Regions from separate parts of the Mus musculus genome. Here region 1 is linked to region 2. Evidence: chromatin contacts called from public HiChIP or PLAC-seq data. All regions are on one chromosome and are shown on one strand. The core of a region is the stretch at or near the end of the contact, and the rest is flanking DNA. Distances in the headings are between cores, read along the strand shown.

Region 1 (7,127 bases), core at 2,778-5,277, 680 kb after region 2:
GTCCCATCATGATATCTCCATTCACACCTCTGCGCACCGTGCAGTACACACAGTAGGACTGGCCAGCAGGAGCGAGTTCTGCTTTGTGGGGCTTGTGCCATGGCACTGGAGGCAAGGCAGAGGGCAAGCAGGACAACACTGCAAGGAGATGTGGTGGGGACCATCCGGGGGCTAAGTTATCATGTACATAGCACAGCCTGGGAGATGTTTATCCGTGGCGGTTTGAATGAGAACGGCCCCCATAGTCTCATGTGTTTGAATGCTTGGTCTCCAGTTGGTGGACTATTTGGGGAAGAATTAGGAGGTGTGGCCTTGGAGGAGCTGTGCCTCTAGGGTTGGGCTCTGAGGTTTAAAAAAGCCCGCACCTCTCTACCTCTGGGCCCTGGATCAGATTGTAAGTCCTTAGCGACTGTTCCAGCACCATGCCTGCTGCCATGCTTCCCACCATGACGGTCGTAAGCAAAGCCCCAGTTACATGCTGCCTTTTGAAAGTGGCCTTGGTCATGGTGTCTCATTGCAGCAATAGAGCAATAACCAAAACTCTCATCCAAGGAGAGGAGCGAGAGGACATTAGAAAAGGAGAGGAGCAACTTGGGTATGAAGGTGACTATTCCTCACCTGCTGACATGAGGACAAGAAGGAGGAGGAGCCAGATAACTGTGCAGGCTCTGGAGGTCAGAGAAGGACCTGTCTTTGGAATCCTGAGATGGTATCAAATAAAGAAATAGGATGGAACTCAGGTTTAGCAAGCATACGGTCTGTGACCAGACAGGAGCCAAGGTGTTAGGAAAGACACCATGTAGTGCCCTCACTAGGGACGAATGGAACAGCTAAAGAACCTGGGACCAGTTTGCAGGAGGAACGTAAGGTGAGTTTGATAACCTCTAAGCTTTTGCTTGAGTGTCCTCAGGGGCAGGATGGGCTTGGTGAGTAAGATGACCTGAATGTCTGGGGCTGAAGGCCGCAGGAATGGAGGTCAGAGGGCAGCAGCACACGGACAGGAAAGTTAGGAAAAGGTCACTGCTGGGAACCCAGAACTCAGAAGTGTGGGGACTGGCGAAGCAAAGGTCCTAGGAAGGAGGCAGAGCCGGGTGTGGTACAGCGAGGGACTCGCTCCACCCCATCGTTAGGATGTTAGGAAGCCTGGTAGCCTGGCCTGAGGAGCTAAAAAACTCGACGTGAGGCAATGCGGAAGTGAGGCTGGTGAGGGCACAGAGGAGCACGTGGGCGGGGGATGGGGCTGGCTCCAGCTAACCCAACAGGAGCAACAGGGCAGTGAGAGACGGGTGGGACCAAGGGTCTCTTGGTCACCTATCAGAAGTGACTGGTCAAGGAGAGGCCGCTTGGATGCTTAACCGCATCAACCATTGGCAAACGCTTCATTAAAGAACCCACACGCCCCTTAACCCAGAGACGGGGAAAGGTATACTAGTCTCCTGCTCTGTCCCTGGCAAATGGCCAGGGCCCCACGGAAGTCCTCTCTGATGTCTACTCATCGAAAGAGGAAGCAAGGCTCTGACTGCTACTGACGAAGATGTCGGGGACTTAAGAAGAACGGAGCCGGGCGTGGTGGCGCACGCCTTTAATCCCAGCACTCGGGAGGCAGAGGCAGGCGGATTTCTGAGTTCAAGGCCAGCCTGGTCTACAAAGTGAGTTCCAGGACAGCCAGGGCTACACAGAGAAACCCTGTCTCGAAAAACCAAAAAAAAAAAAAAAAAAAAATGAAGAAGAAGAAGAAGAAGAAAAGAACGAAGCAGCCATTTTCCCCAAGGACACTGCCTTGTAGCAACTGGGAAGATACAACCTCGGTAGGGCCTAGTGCCCACCCAAGAGGGGTAGGCCCAACAGCCTCTGGCCATCTCTCCTGATCCTGCAATGTTCTACACCCTCCTCGTTTAACTCGATCCAGAGACCCAAGGATCTTTCCCACTCCATGTCACACTCACCCCACACTATGCTCTGCTGAGAGGGGCCTTTCGCTTCCCCAACAGCAGTCTGGCCACACCATTCCTAAGCGCCCCGGACTTTGCTCTACTCCTCTGCTATGGCTGCCCACTCCTTACCCCCTGCCTGCTTGGTAAGTACCTCTTGTCAGCCCACCTTCTTTCTTTCTTCCTCTTTCTGAAAAGTCAGCAGTATGCCCCAGCCCTCAGAGGTGGCTCTATGAGGGGCCACAGCTACATCTGCCCCTGGCTACTGCTGGGGTACAGACTGCCCTCAGACAGGAACCCCTCATCCTCAAAAGAGAGTCCAGGCTGATGGGCTGAACTGAAGCTGCCATCCATCTCACAACGCAGTCTCCCGACCTGAAAGAGGCTTCCTAGGCTGGGCACTGAGAGCCAACTGGCAGGCAAGACCTACATAAGCCCTACGGGCAAGAGCACTGCCATTTCAGTAATGAAATTTCATTTTCTTAATCCTCAACCTAGGCTCCACCTACAACAGACTTGGCCAAAAAGATACCCAATCAAGAGAGGACACTGGCTGAGTCCCACTCCCAGGCAGGAGACTCCCTTCCCCATTGGTTTCCAGGAACCACCTCTGGGGATGGCAAAGCTGAATCTCCATGCTACAGGTAGATTGGCACTCCCTGGCTCCTGCTTCCTCTACCAAGGAAGGGCACAGCAGCCCTCTGGGGCCTCTCTCTTCCTACTGAATGAACTTCTACTTGACTCTTGGGCGGCCAGGCTAAGGTTCGAAGAAGAGAGCTGGGGGGGCCATTTCGTACTGGGGAACATGTTCACCTCAAATGCCAGCTGCTACTGAGAAGCAGTTTCACTTCCACGCCCCACAAACCAACTGTGAACTCAGTGATTTTGCAACACCGGTCCCATGGTTCTCAATGGCTGAAGTCACAAGTTCTGAGGAAGGGAAGGTTCCTGGGAGCCACTTGTCACCAGATTCCAGCCCAAGCCTGTCCCACAGAGGCCCTAGTAGGCCCACAGGAGAGAACTCCAGAATGACACAGCCACCTCACTCTGGCTGAGGGGAAATCCAAGTCTGAATCATGGTACAGGGCCATGGGCCCCTGTAGCCCCGGGCTATGGCTATCATGGCTCACCTAAAGGTAGATTGGATGGTGAAGTGCAGCCACCCACCTGGCCAAGATACTGGCCCTGCCCTAGGCTTAGCATGGAGCGCCAGGCCACCTACCTGCCATGGCACTGGTGCTGCCGTGGGCCCAGCAGGAACCACAGTACTGTGGGATGTGCTGGTTCCTGGTGACGCTGGCATAGTTGACACCGTTCACATTTCTCCAGTCCCAATTCTTGGGGAGATCCGCTGGGGACAGGTACTCATGCGGCCGAGGATAAGTCCTGGGAGGACATCATGGCAATGGAAACCAACTCTGGAACGCATAGGGCCTCCCCTCTCCCTACCCCCACCAGGGCCACAAATCCAGTCATTTCTCCTGTTGGCCTTCTTCCCAAACTGTGGTCGGTTCAGAACTTGACCCAGAAGAGCCACCAGCAGAACCCAGGACTATTGGAAGCTGAATGTGACAGAGCATCTCCGAAATACGCTAATGCTCACTAACAAAGGCAGTAGAGGCGAGAACTGCCCAAACCAGCAAACCCCAGAGCTCCCCGGATGTGAAAATCATCCCAAAAGGAAGGGATGGGATTTGTGCTTCCCAGGCCTAATGAGGGAGGATGGGGCAAGGTCCCAAGTGTCAGGGGGTGCGCGCCTGGCCTAGAAGTTGACCCTTTTCCTCCCTAGGCACAGCCCCGCGCCCACCTGCGCCCCAGCAGAGCCAGCTGGTCCCCGCGAATGGGATGGTAGCAAGTCTGGCCCGAGCGGAAGTAGAGTCTGGCCCGTGCCGCACTCGCCAACAGCAACATCAGCAGCACCAGGGGCAGCTGCTGCACCGACCCCGACGACGCCATGCTCCTGCTCCGGGCCAATTCGGATCCTGGATCACGCGCAGCACCTTCGACCTCTTGACCCGACCCGCAGGCCCACGCGCTCGGGACGCCCCGCCCGGTCCTTTAGGAGGCGCCCAAGTTGGACACACCCCGAGGGCGGGGCCTTCCCCGCTGCTCCTGCCCCCGCCCCGCCCCGCTCGGCAGCCCCCAGGAGATAATCTGCCTCACTAGGAATCAAACAACCGGATCAGCAGAACCTGGGGTCACACAACCAGACCCCAGACCTGACAGTGCCACCAGCCATTGTGATAACACGGACTGACAGCAAAACTTAAGTTTACTATTCAGAGACCCAGGCATCCTGGAGCAGGGTAGGGCTCAGCAGGCTTCCATTGGCCCACTCAGCCCAGATTCTTTTGTTTCTCTGCTCTGGAGTGTGGTGCAGTGTCCCATTAGGTTAGGTCTCCCTAGGAGCGCACAGAGATATCCTGAGGCTGGAAGAAGGTGTGGGTCATACCCAGCATTGGACTCTAGCCTGGCTTTCTGAGCCCCTCCTCTCCACCCCCCAAGACCCAGGCTTTTCCTGAAGAGACAGCTCTCCTTCACAGAGAAGGATCCTTCCAGGATTACTCTTTTCTTTTTTCTTTTTTTTCTTTTTTTTCACTTGGCACATATATCGTGAGTCCCTGGGGTTCTGGAAAGGGTCCCTGCTAACCAGACTCTTCCAAGATGAGGAACTGAGAAAGAAGTGGGACCTGGCCAGCCTAGGTTTCGTAATGGGAGAATTTCCCCTTCCCCCTGTGCCCCGTGAGCTATTGTCAGCAGTCCCAGGCCACAAAGCTATCTCTTCTTCTGTAAGAAACATCCCCTGGTGTTTTATCTCAGGCTCTCTCCAGGTGGTGGGTGTGAGATTCCTGATGCGCGATGGCCAGTGGGGCTACAGCCATTCCTCTGTCTGTGGATAGGGGCAGTCAGAAATCATAATGGCTGTCTTGCTGCCTGCCTTTCCAGATCACCCAGGATTCCAACAAGACTCAAAAGCCTGCTGGATACCTCCTGTCAGAGAGCAGAACAAGACCTCAGAAGCAAACTTGGGGCTACCCTTAACAACGCAAGAGTTTTGTTCCCTGTTGCTATAAAGTAGTCACGGAGGCAAATGAACACTGGCATCTGTATGTTGAAATCTTTCATCCTGGGGGGTCATGGCAACCTCTCCCTTCTGCTGGGTGGTAAGTAGCCTGGTAGGAATGAGGGCCTCCCAAGGCCCAGGCAGAGACCTGAGTTCCCTAAGCCAGTTCTCCCCAGTAGTGACCATGCATTGACCTTAGAGCCCTTCGGTCCACTCTGGGGGAGTGTCGCCTCCCACGTGGGTTCCACATGGGCTCTCTCTCGCAGGAAGGGGACAATTGGTCTTGGCGATTCTATGGCATCCCACAGGCAAGGTCTAGTGAAGAGCACAATAGGGCAGCAGCGTTTATCGGGAGAGTGTGTACTCAGTGTGCTCACGGTCCCAAGTTCAATCCCTGGCACAGATAACGAGCAAATGAATGAGTGGAGTTTTAAAATTAACAAAATATACACTTTAAATAATGTGTCGTCTATGTGTGCCTATATGTTATATGTGTGCATGAGTCTGGGTGTCCTTGGAGGCCGGAAGAGCATACCCAGCACCATGGAACTGGAGTTAGAAGCTGCTGTGAGCCAATAGATGTGGGTGCTGAGAACAGAGCTCTGGCCCTCTGGAAGGGCAGTCTGTGTGCTCAACTTCTGAATTAGTTAATTAGCTAATTAATTAATTAAAATGAATGAAAGGAAGGAAAGAAGGAAGAAAGGAAGAGCTGAAAATATTTTGTGAGTAACAGAGGTTGTCGTCCCCCCCCCAGAAGCCAGCCAGGGGCGGCTTTTCTTCTTCTTCTTCTTCTTCTTCTTCTTCTTCTTCTTCTTCTTCTTCTTCTTCTTCTTCTTCTTCTTCTTCTTCTTCTTCTTCTTCTTCTTCTTCTTCTTTTTTTAAGGCTCTCTGGCAAAGTTTTATTAAAGGAAAACTTTCTTGTTTACTTCTCACCAGTCTGTTCTGGCGTGCTTCTAATAATATCAGAATCACCTGGGTCAATGATAGCCAGTGTGCATACGCTGTAGTATTTTCCACACGCTGTACCCAGTTCAATATTAGTGCCACTGTACTGATGGACACCAGTTTTAGCCAATATTCTAGCAGTTTTAGACATAGTATTCTAGTTCAGATTTCCTCAAAGCTGGGCAGCTGTTAGTGAGGACAGCCAACTTTGCGTTGCCTTGTCTGATCATCTTCAGAGTCTGTTTGTATCCCAGCACATACGTTCCACTTTTCATAACAAGCTGGAACCTAGAGTTGATCAACTCCAGAGACTTTTTCATCTTCTTTGCAGCCACCATCTTCATGCCTTAGGTACAGGACAACCCCCAACCAAAATCAGCCGATAAGATGGCCGGGGAAGGAAGATAGGCCAGGGTCTTCTTGATGGTGCAAAGTCCACTCACACATTCCAGGGCTTACAGTCTTCCTGGAGTCAGCAGACAGGAGGGCCCCAGACTGAACGCTCATGTCTCACGATGGTTTACAAGGGAGCTTACCATCTTCATCTGGCCATGTGGTGTTGACAACCCTGGGGTACTGTGAGCATGTTTGGGCATCATCACAGCAAACACTCAGACGCTATTTAGATATGATGGGCATGCCACGAGGGCATGTGACCTCCCCTCGCTGGCCCTGTCTCGTAGGTCCACGAGCTTAGGAGGCTTCACTTTTTCCCAGGCTCAGAAAATTGCATAGCAGGTGCGATGACCTTAGTGTCATCTGCGTGGCCCGCAGGAAGTCGTGAAGGCTAAAAGGCACCCGTCTGTCGTCTTGCTCTGTAAGCACTGTCACAAGGAAGCATTTATCTGATGAATCTCACTAAACGCTGCTTAAAGGAGTGGGGGAAGGGGTTACGATATTACGGGCTAGTGAGGTACACATTGTCCAAGATGGGTGAGCAGAAGCCCATTGGGCTTCCCTATCAGAGCATGGGAGGTGGCGAGAAGAGAGGTTGGTTAGAGAGAGGGGAAGGGGGCCCAAGATTTTTAAGCCAAGAAAGAAACGGGCCTATGACTCACTCTCTGTATGTTATTCCAGCCCCTTGTGATGGCAGCATAGCCGAGCTGCCAAGGGCTCTTCACATTGAAGTTTAGTGCTGCTGGAGTAATATTTAACCACCCTGCTCTAAAGACCCCACTGGCAACCCT
Region 2 (6,925 bases), core at 1,628-4,127:
CCTTGGGGTCCTCTGCCTGGCCCTCCTCTTCCAGCCTTGGGGTCCTCTGCCTGGCCCTCCTCTTCCAGCCTTGGGGTCCTCTGCCTGGCCCTCCTCTTCCAGCCTTGGGGTCCTCTACCTGGCCCTCCTCTTCCAGCCTTGGGGTCCTCTGCCTGGTCCTCCTCTTCTAGTCTTGGAGTCCTTGCCTGGCCCTTCTCTTCTAGTCTTGGGGTCCTCTGCCTGGCCCTCCTCTTCCAGCCTTGGGGTCCTCTGCCTGGCCCTCCTCTTCCAGCCTTTGGGTCCTCTACCTGGCCCTCTTCCAGCCTTGGGGTCCTCTGCCTGGCCCTCTTCCAGCTTTGGAGTCCTCTGCCTGGCCCTTCTCTTTCAGCCTTGGGTCCTCTGCCTGGCCCTCTTCCAGCCTTGGGGTCCTCTGCCTGGCCCTCCTCTTCCAACCTTGCTAAGCTGCTCTACTGCTCCTGGAACTTTTCTAAGTGCAAACCACCAGTGTGAGCAAGAGGCAGAATCATGTGATTTGTTGTTTCCATTGTAGTAAAACAAATATAGGCCTTGCAGTCAGGTAGGAGAAGCAGCAGGGCTTGATATTCAGTAAAAACAGACTGGTGGGATAAACATAAACAGCAGATTGGACTTTAGAAGGCCCGCGTCTCCTAATTCTAATATATTTTCCTATGTATAAAAGCTATTGTATTCAGACCTCAAGGACTGTATTTATTGTCCTGGCAATCTCCATCAAAGGTCTTTGCTTTTGCCCAAAGGCTCTCTGCAGGGTTGAAGTGAATGTGGCCGCTTATTGTTTGTAGGGTCATGGAGAGGGAAGGGTTTATGGGAGAGGAAACTGATGCAGCCTTTTGTGCAGTATGGAGCTGCAGCCAAGCTAATAACTTAAGCCCCTGTGTGGAAGGCTGAGACCCGGATTATTGCATGTCAGGGTGGTGTGTAACTTGTGTGGTAGTACATGCGGTGTGAATTTCAAAGGCTCAAAAACACACCAGGAGATAAATTACACAGGAAGGATGCATATTTATAAGCTAGGATTTCATGAGCTCTAGAAGAGGAAGAGAGACCAAACAGAGGGTCAGCCACTCTTCCCTGTGCACCTGCGCCTGTGTGCATTTGAAACAGAATCCACTGGACACGTGGATCCAGCATGCCCCGTGCTCCTCTTATAAAATACAGCTTTTCTATAGACGGTGGTGGCTTGTGGAGATTGTGCAGAAAAAGAAGCCCCCAACAAAGCAGCTGCCCACTGAAGCTCATTGTCTACCCTGGGGTCTGCCGATGGCTGGCAGGTGCTCACTGTCAGCCCAGGACCTTTTGCCCTCTCTGTAGTTGTGCCCTTTCCAGAACACTGCATGGTGGCATGGTGACTGTCACTTAAAATATGAGTTTGAGTTCCTGCCATGCCTTTCTGTGGATGCTGCTGCTGCTGCTGCTGCTGCTGCTGCTGCTGCTGCTTCTGCTGCTGCTGCTTCTTCTTCTTCTTCTTCTTCTTCTTCTTCTTCTTCTTCTTCTTCTTCTTCTTCTCCTTCTCCTTCTCCTTCTCCTTCTCCTTCTCCTTCTCCTTCTCCTTCTCCTTCTCCTTCTCCTCCTCCTCCTCCTCCTCCTCCTCCTCCTTCTTCTATTATTATTAATATTATTATTATTAATATTAATATTACTACTACTATTATCTACATCTAGATGTTCCATAGTTTATTGTATTCTCCTTCTGAAGGACTTTGTTTTGCCTCTGTGGTGGACATCGTTCTGGTGAGGCTGTTAACCCTTCATTTACAGTGTGGGAATGAAGAGAGAATGCCAGAAAGAATGCACCCAGCTGGGCTGAGGGTACAGCGCAGAGTTAGAGGCTGGTCTAGCGTGTGCGAGCCCCTCAGTTCAAGTTTGAATAGAATCACAAAAAGAAAAGGAAAAAATACTTGACTGTCCCTCAAAGTGGCTGCATAGACCATGTTCCACAGCACCAATGTAAGTCTGGTGGCCTTGTGTGTGCCCCACATTTGGTGCTCAGCGTTGGACTTTAGCCACACAAAGAAGAAGTGGTGACACTTTGTTGTGATTTCACCTTGTTTAGTGCGATGCCTGAAGCTCTTTTGTCTGTTTTTAAACCAGGTGGCATTTTCCTTGCTGTTGTTCAGGAGTTCTCCATATGTTCAGCAGATGACCCGTTATTGGGTGTATCTTTCACACCAGCCCTTCTGGTCTGTGGCTCTTGTCCCTCCGTCCTGTGGGCAATATTCCTCAGCAGGGCAGATGTTTCTATTTTTATTTATTTGATTTTTTTCAGTGCTGGGGATGGGTTTCTGGGGTTTCTTGAGTGTTAGGCACCCCTTCTTCAGAGCCCTGCCCAGCCCATAGGCTTTGAGTTCTGATGAAGTCCAGCTCATTACTGATTCTTCCTTGAATTCCACCTTGCTAGTTTCCCTAAGAAGTCACCTAAATCATTTAGATTCCCTTCCATGTTACCTTCAGGGAGTCTTACTTAGGATTGATTGATTTATTCATTGTGAAACAGGGTGTCACTATGTAGCCTTGGGTGGCTGGAACTTGCTGTGTAGACCAGACTGGACTTGAACTCACTCACAGAGATCTACTTGCCTCTACCTCCTGAGAGCTGGGAAAGAAGAGGTAGCCATCATGCCCAGACAAGGCAATCTTTACTTTCTAATAGGATTGAATTGCTGTGTTAAAAATGAAAAATGCTCTCTTTTCCTCTTCCATCATGTAGTCTTACCACTTATTAGGCAGAGTCTTAAAACAGACTTAATTCTGCAGATGAGAAAGGCCCAGGCTGAGCCCCAAGCCCCTGGACTTCTCACTGTGGCCTGTGTAGTTGCTGAATGTGAACATCGCTGTCTTGGGAAGTTGGTGTTTGGAGTCCCCAGCAGGAGGAGTTCCATGTTAATGATGCTCTCTGGGCAACAGTCACCAAAAGTGTTCAGTCCGTGGGAAGCTGGGGAAACACTCAGGTATTACCTGGATATTTCTTGATTGGTAAATTTATTTAGTCTTCTTATTTTGTTTTGTTCTGTTTGAGACAGGATCTTACTCTGTAGCCTGGAATTTCCTGGTGTGCATTGTGTGGCTCAGGCTGACCTTGAACTCACAGTCCTTCTACTTCAGCCTCTGGGATTACACATGCGGGTACTGGTTCCTGGCTTGAATCTCATTGTCTCTGGAGAGAACTTCAGCACCTGGAGCCTCCTCCCTTGAACTTTAAGATAGTGCTTTAAGTCTGAGCTTTTGTCCTGTGACCTGCAACTCAAGACCCGTCCTCCCCGTCGCCTTTTATAAATACACGTGTTTCTTTGTGTCTGTGATCTTTGCTTTCTTCGTCAGGTGGAATTCAGTCCTTTCTTAAGTAATTTAAAGAAGACAGGCAAGCGGCAGGGCCTGGGAGGCTGCGGGTGGTTTATGGCCTGCTTTCCTGGATCTGATCCCCCGAGAACAAGTGGGGTTCATGTTCTAGTAGTCAGTGCTGGGTTATGAGCATCCTATCGTCCTTAGTAAGTGCTTGCAGGTGCACACAGCTGTAACAAGGGGAAGGAGGAATCCATCCAGCCTGTTCCATAGGAGAAGAGAATGTTCACACACATCGGGAATCTACTCCAGGTTGGGGTTGCTGCTCTGTGCTCATTCTTGCTGGGAGATGTGGAGTTTCTAATTTCACACAGATATCTGGACCAAGGGATAGAGGACATGGAAGAAAGTAATTAAAGGATGAGATGTGCTCCCACTCTGGAGACACAAATCATTTTTTTCAATCTCTTAAAAGAAAAAAAAAACTTAACTTTTGAAGATTTCATTTGTAAAATTGACTGTATTTTATAAGCAATGTTTAAGTTCATTGGTGATAAATATGCATGTTTGTGGAATAAAATCCCATTTTTTACATAACGCTTTAATGGAAATGGCAGTTTTATGAAATGAAAGTGACTAGGAAAAATCTGAATGATGCTCATAAGCCTTCCCATCATTTTTATTGAGGTTTTTGTGTGTTCTAATTCATTAGTGCAGGGGAAAGGCAAGCACTAACACGGTTTATCTCCTGTAATTACTCAAATCGAATCTATTTTCAATAAAATTCTTGAAGTAAATTGCCCAGAGTGGGGCGAAGAGGATTGGCCTGCTTTTGCAAAATGCCTTGATTTTTACCCATGAGACTTTGCTGCTCTCCCAGTCATGTCTGCACTGCATATATTTCCAGCACAGCTCCCTCCAGAGGTCTACAGATGAGCACCAGACCCAAGGCGGGGTGCTCGGGGACAAATGCCACTCACTGCTACCAATATTGCTTGTCTTTTAATAATTTAGGCCATCTTTTATGTGATTCATGTAAATTGAAATACCATTTATATTGCCACATAATAGGCAGACCTGGGTAACTTGCCACAGCGTGCTCAGTCAGTGGAATCTAGCTTATGTTTATAGAATCCCAGAAGACGTTGGTGAAGCCTACAACTGGGCTCCCCACCCCAGCTTAATGGGGAGCCGAAGGAGAGACACTGGAAACTGTGGTGGGCATAGTAAGTGTTCTGTCTTCTCCATGGTGGGATGTCTGTATGCTGTGGTGGGTATGTTATATACCTGAACTAATAGTATGTCCGCACTTGAGGCTCAATGATCAGTCTGTATATTTTCCTATTTGTTTGTTTGTTTTTTGTAGACAGGGCTTATTTTTGTATTGTAGATTGGCTTAGAACTTGTCATGTACCAAAAGATGACATTCAACTTCTGATCTTCCTGCCTTCACCTTCCCAAATTCAGGATAATAGGCATGACACACTGTGCCCGGCCTTTTTTCCATAGGCCTATTGATGCTGGAGACGGGCCCTTTCATGAGTGACTCCCCCACCGCCCCGCCCCTGCCCCTAGAACTCCCTGAATACCCACATTTGCAGAGCAGGGTTTGCTGGTTTATGAAATTCATGCCTGTGAGTTGTACCCGTGCAGGCTTGTAGGGCTTACCACTGTCTTTGGCCCTAGAAAAGCAGAGCTGTTTTTAGCTCTCCTTTTTATAGCCTGTGCTTACTGAAGTGATCCCCACCTTAAGTAAAGGGGTATCAGCCTTCCTATCTTCCCATGAGTCAGCCTGCATGCAGTGCAGGTGGGATAGGGTAGAATTCCAGAGAGCTGCTATCCCACACACCCCTGGACTGTCTTAACACCTAGTGTCTCATTTCTCTCTGGAGGCCAAGAACTTGTTGCCTCCAGCATCCAGCTCCCCTTCCCTGTGGCTGTAAACCCTTTGGGCCAAGGCTAGCTGTCTCCCATGCTTTCCCAGTGGGGGGAGGGGTTGGTTTTCAGTGGAGTCAGTTCTGGATGTAGCTGCATTCCAGATCCTTCAGGAAGTCCTCTCTCCTGTCTTCAGCCTGGTTCCAAGAGGACCAGGGTCAGGGCTTCTTGAAAGATAGGTAGCAGGAGGAGACCTCTTCAGGTGTTTAGATGTCCATGGTGCTGTCCCTGATATGAGAAGAGCTTCTAGGTAAATGATTGTCAAATGCTAGCCATCTTGCCACATGTACTGCAGTGCATGCATGCATCCCTGCAGGCAGCGAAGTGCATCCCAGGGCAGTAGAGGAGGGGTTGATGGAATAGCAGGTACTATCACTGAGTTGCCACCTACCTTGGGTTCCTGTATGGACATGGCACCAGGCTTGCACTCTGAAGTTGCATGAGTATGAATGGTGACCACTGTGTGACAGAGCCAAGCTGAGTAGCCATGTTGGGAGTGCTCGTGTTTGGCACAGTGAGGTTGCAGTTTGTCTGGGCCTTCTTATGGATAAGATTGTCCATTAGCAAATGTGGGAATTGTCTTATGGTCAGATTGTCCCCTGTCATGGACATCTATCACATGTGGACAGCTCAGTGCTTTCTTGGAGCTGCACTGGGTGCTGTAGGCTTGATTTTGGACTCAAGCCCCATCCTCTCAGCCCAGCCGCCATTTGTGTTTAAGCTAAGCCTTTATTCAGTGGGTATTTCATACTTTGAGTACCTCAGAGGAAGCCAGCCTGAGGCACTCACTTTTCAGGAAGTAACCCTGAGTTACTTGGTGCATGTGTCTGGAGACCTTTACTGAGCCCAGACACAGGGCTGGGGACTGAGATGGACAAAGGATAACCCTGCCCTCAGGAGCTGAGAGTCACTGCAAGCGTTTTAGAGCGCGCTGTCGAGTGTCTGTTGGGTCTTCTGAGATGTGACAGGTGAGCTGGTAGATATTCTTTGTAACCACGGAAACAGGGCCCCCTTCCCTGCTTGCTTGTAACTGTGAAGGCAGGAGTGGAAAGCCTGCCTATAGGAAACAAAGATTTGCCACTCCTGTTGAAATAGGTAAACATGAAGTGGATATAGGCCTGGGGATGTGGCTCAGTGACTGGGTACATAAGCACAAGTCCCTGGGTTAGCTCCATAGCAACACACAGAGCCATCAGCACACACATGCATGCGCACATGACAAGAAAGAGAGGCCTCCCCCCAGTTGACCCTAAGAAGCCTAGTGATTAGGTGCTCACTTGCTCGGGTGTAGATTAGCTAGCAAGAAACAATTGTGTGGTCTGTACATTGCTACCAAGTCTAGATAGTTGGACAAGCACCTCCATGGTTAATGTTAGCTAGTTGGACAAGCACCTCCATGGTTAATGTTAGCTAGTTGGACAAGCACCTCCATGGTTAATGTTAGCTAGTTGGACAAGCACCTCCATGGTTAATGTTAGTTACCTGGTCACAGAGGAGAGCTTATTAACTTCTCCTTATACTTAATCTTCCATTGTTTGGTTTGGTTTAAGAAGCATGTTTTACTTTTTTAATTAAAAAAAAATCTAATAAAGTAGGAAATGAATAAGTAATAGTAATGAACAACAGCCTAGGGCCACGGAACGTGGCTCCATAGGGCCACGGAACGTGGCTCCAGGCTTCTTGGGAGCCTCAG

Evidence for each region. HiChIP or PLAC-seq counts read pairs in DNA pulled down with a chosen protein or histone mark.
Region 1: a contact with region 2 is called in an H3K27ac HiChIP or PLAC-seq map of embryonic stem cells, with 4 times the contacts expected there. The contact joins the promoter of Ctsz here to the enhancer-like site in region 2. A contact is called at or near these places in 1 of 39 promoter capture datasets (liver), 1 of 484 Hi-C or Micro-C datasets (the G1E-ER4 cell line), 2 of 115 datasets of contacts at active chromatin or transcription factors (embryonic stem cells and pancreatic cancer cells) and 1 of 9 other capture datasets (adipose tissue).

What each region holds. Positions count from the first base shown.
Region 1 is chr2:174,435,012-174,442,138 of GRCm38.p6, forward strand. Ctsz (cathepsin Z) reads right to left here and starts at 4,028. Exons shown (of 6, transcript NM_022325.5): 1 at 3,739-4,028; 2 at 3,154-3,317. The coding sequence starts at 3,887. It also overlaps the pseudogene Rpl30-ps5.
Region 2 is chr2:173,754,759-173,761,683 of GRCm38.p6, forward strand. The region is part of intron 1 of Vapb (vesicle-associated membrane protein, associated protein B and C); the gene reads left to right. Among named protein-coding and RNA genes, the nearest start is that of Vapb, 21 kb to the left of the region's middle. Within about 2 kb of position 2,878, at least 5 of the 459 cell types and tissues checked have an H3K27ac peak or open chromatin away from gene starts, as enhancers often do. A contact at or near this core is called in embryonic stem cells, where this site is marked.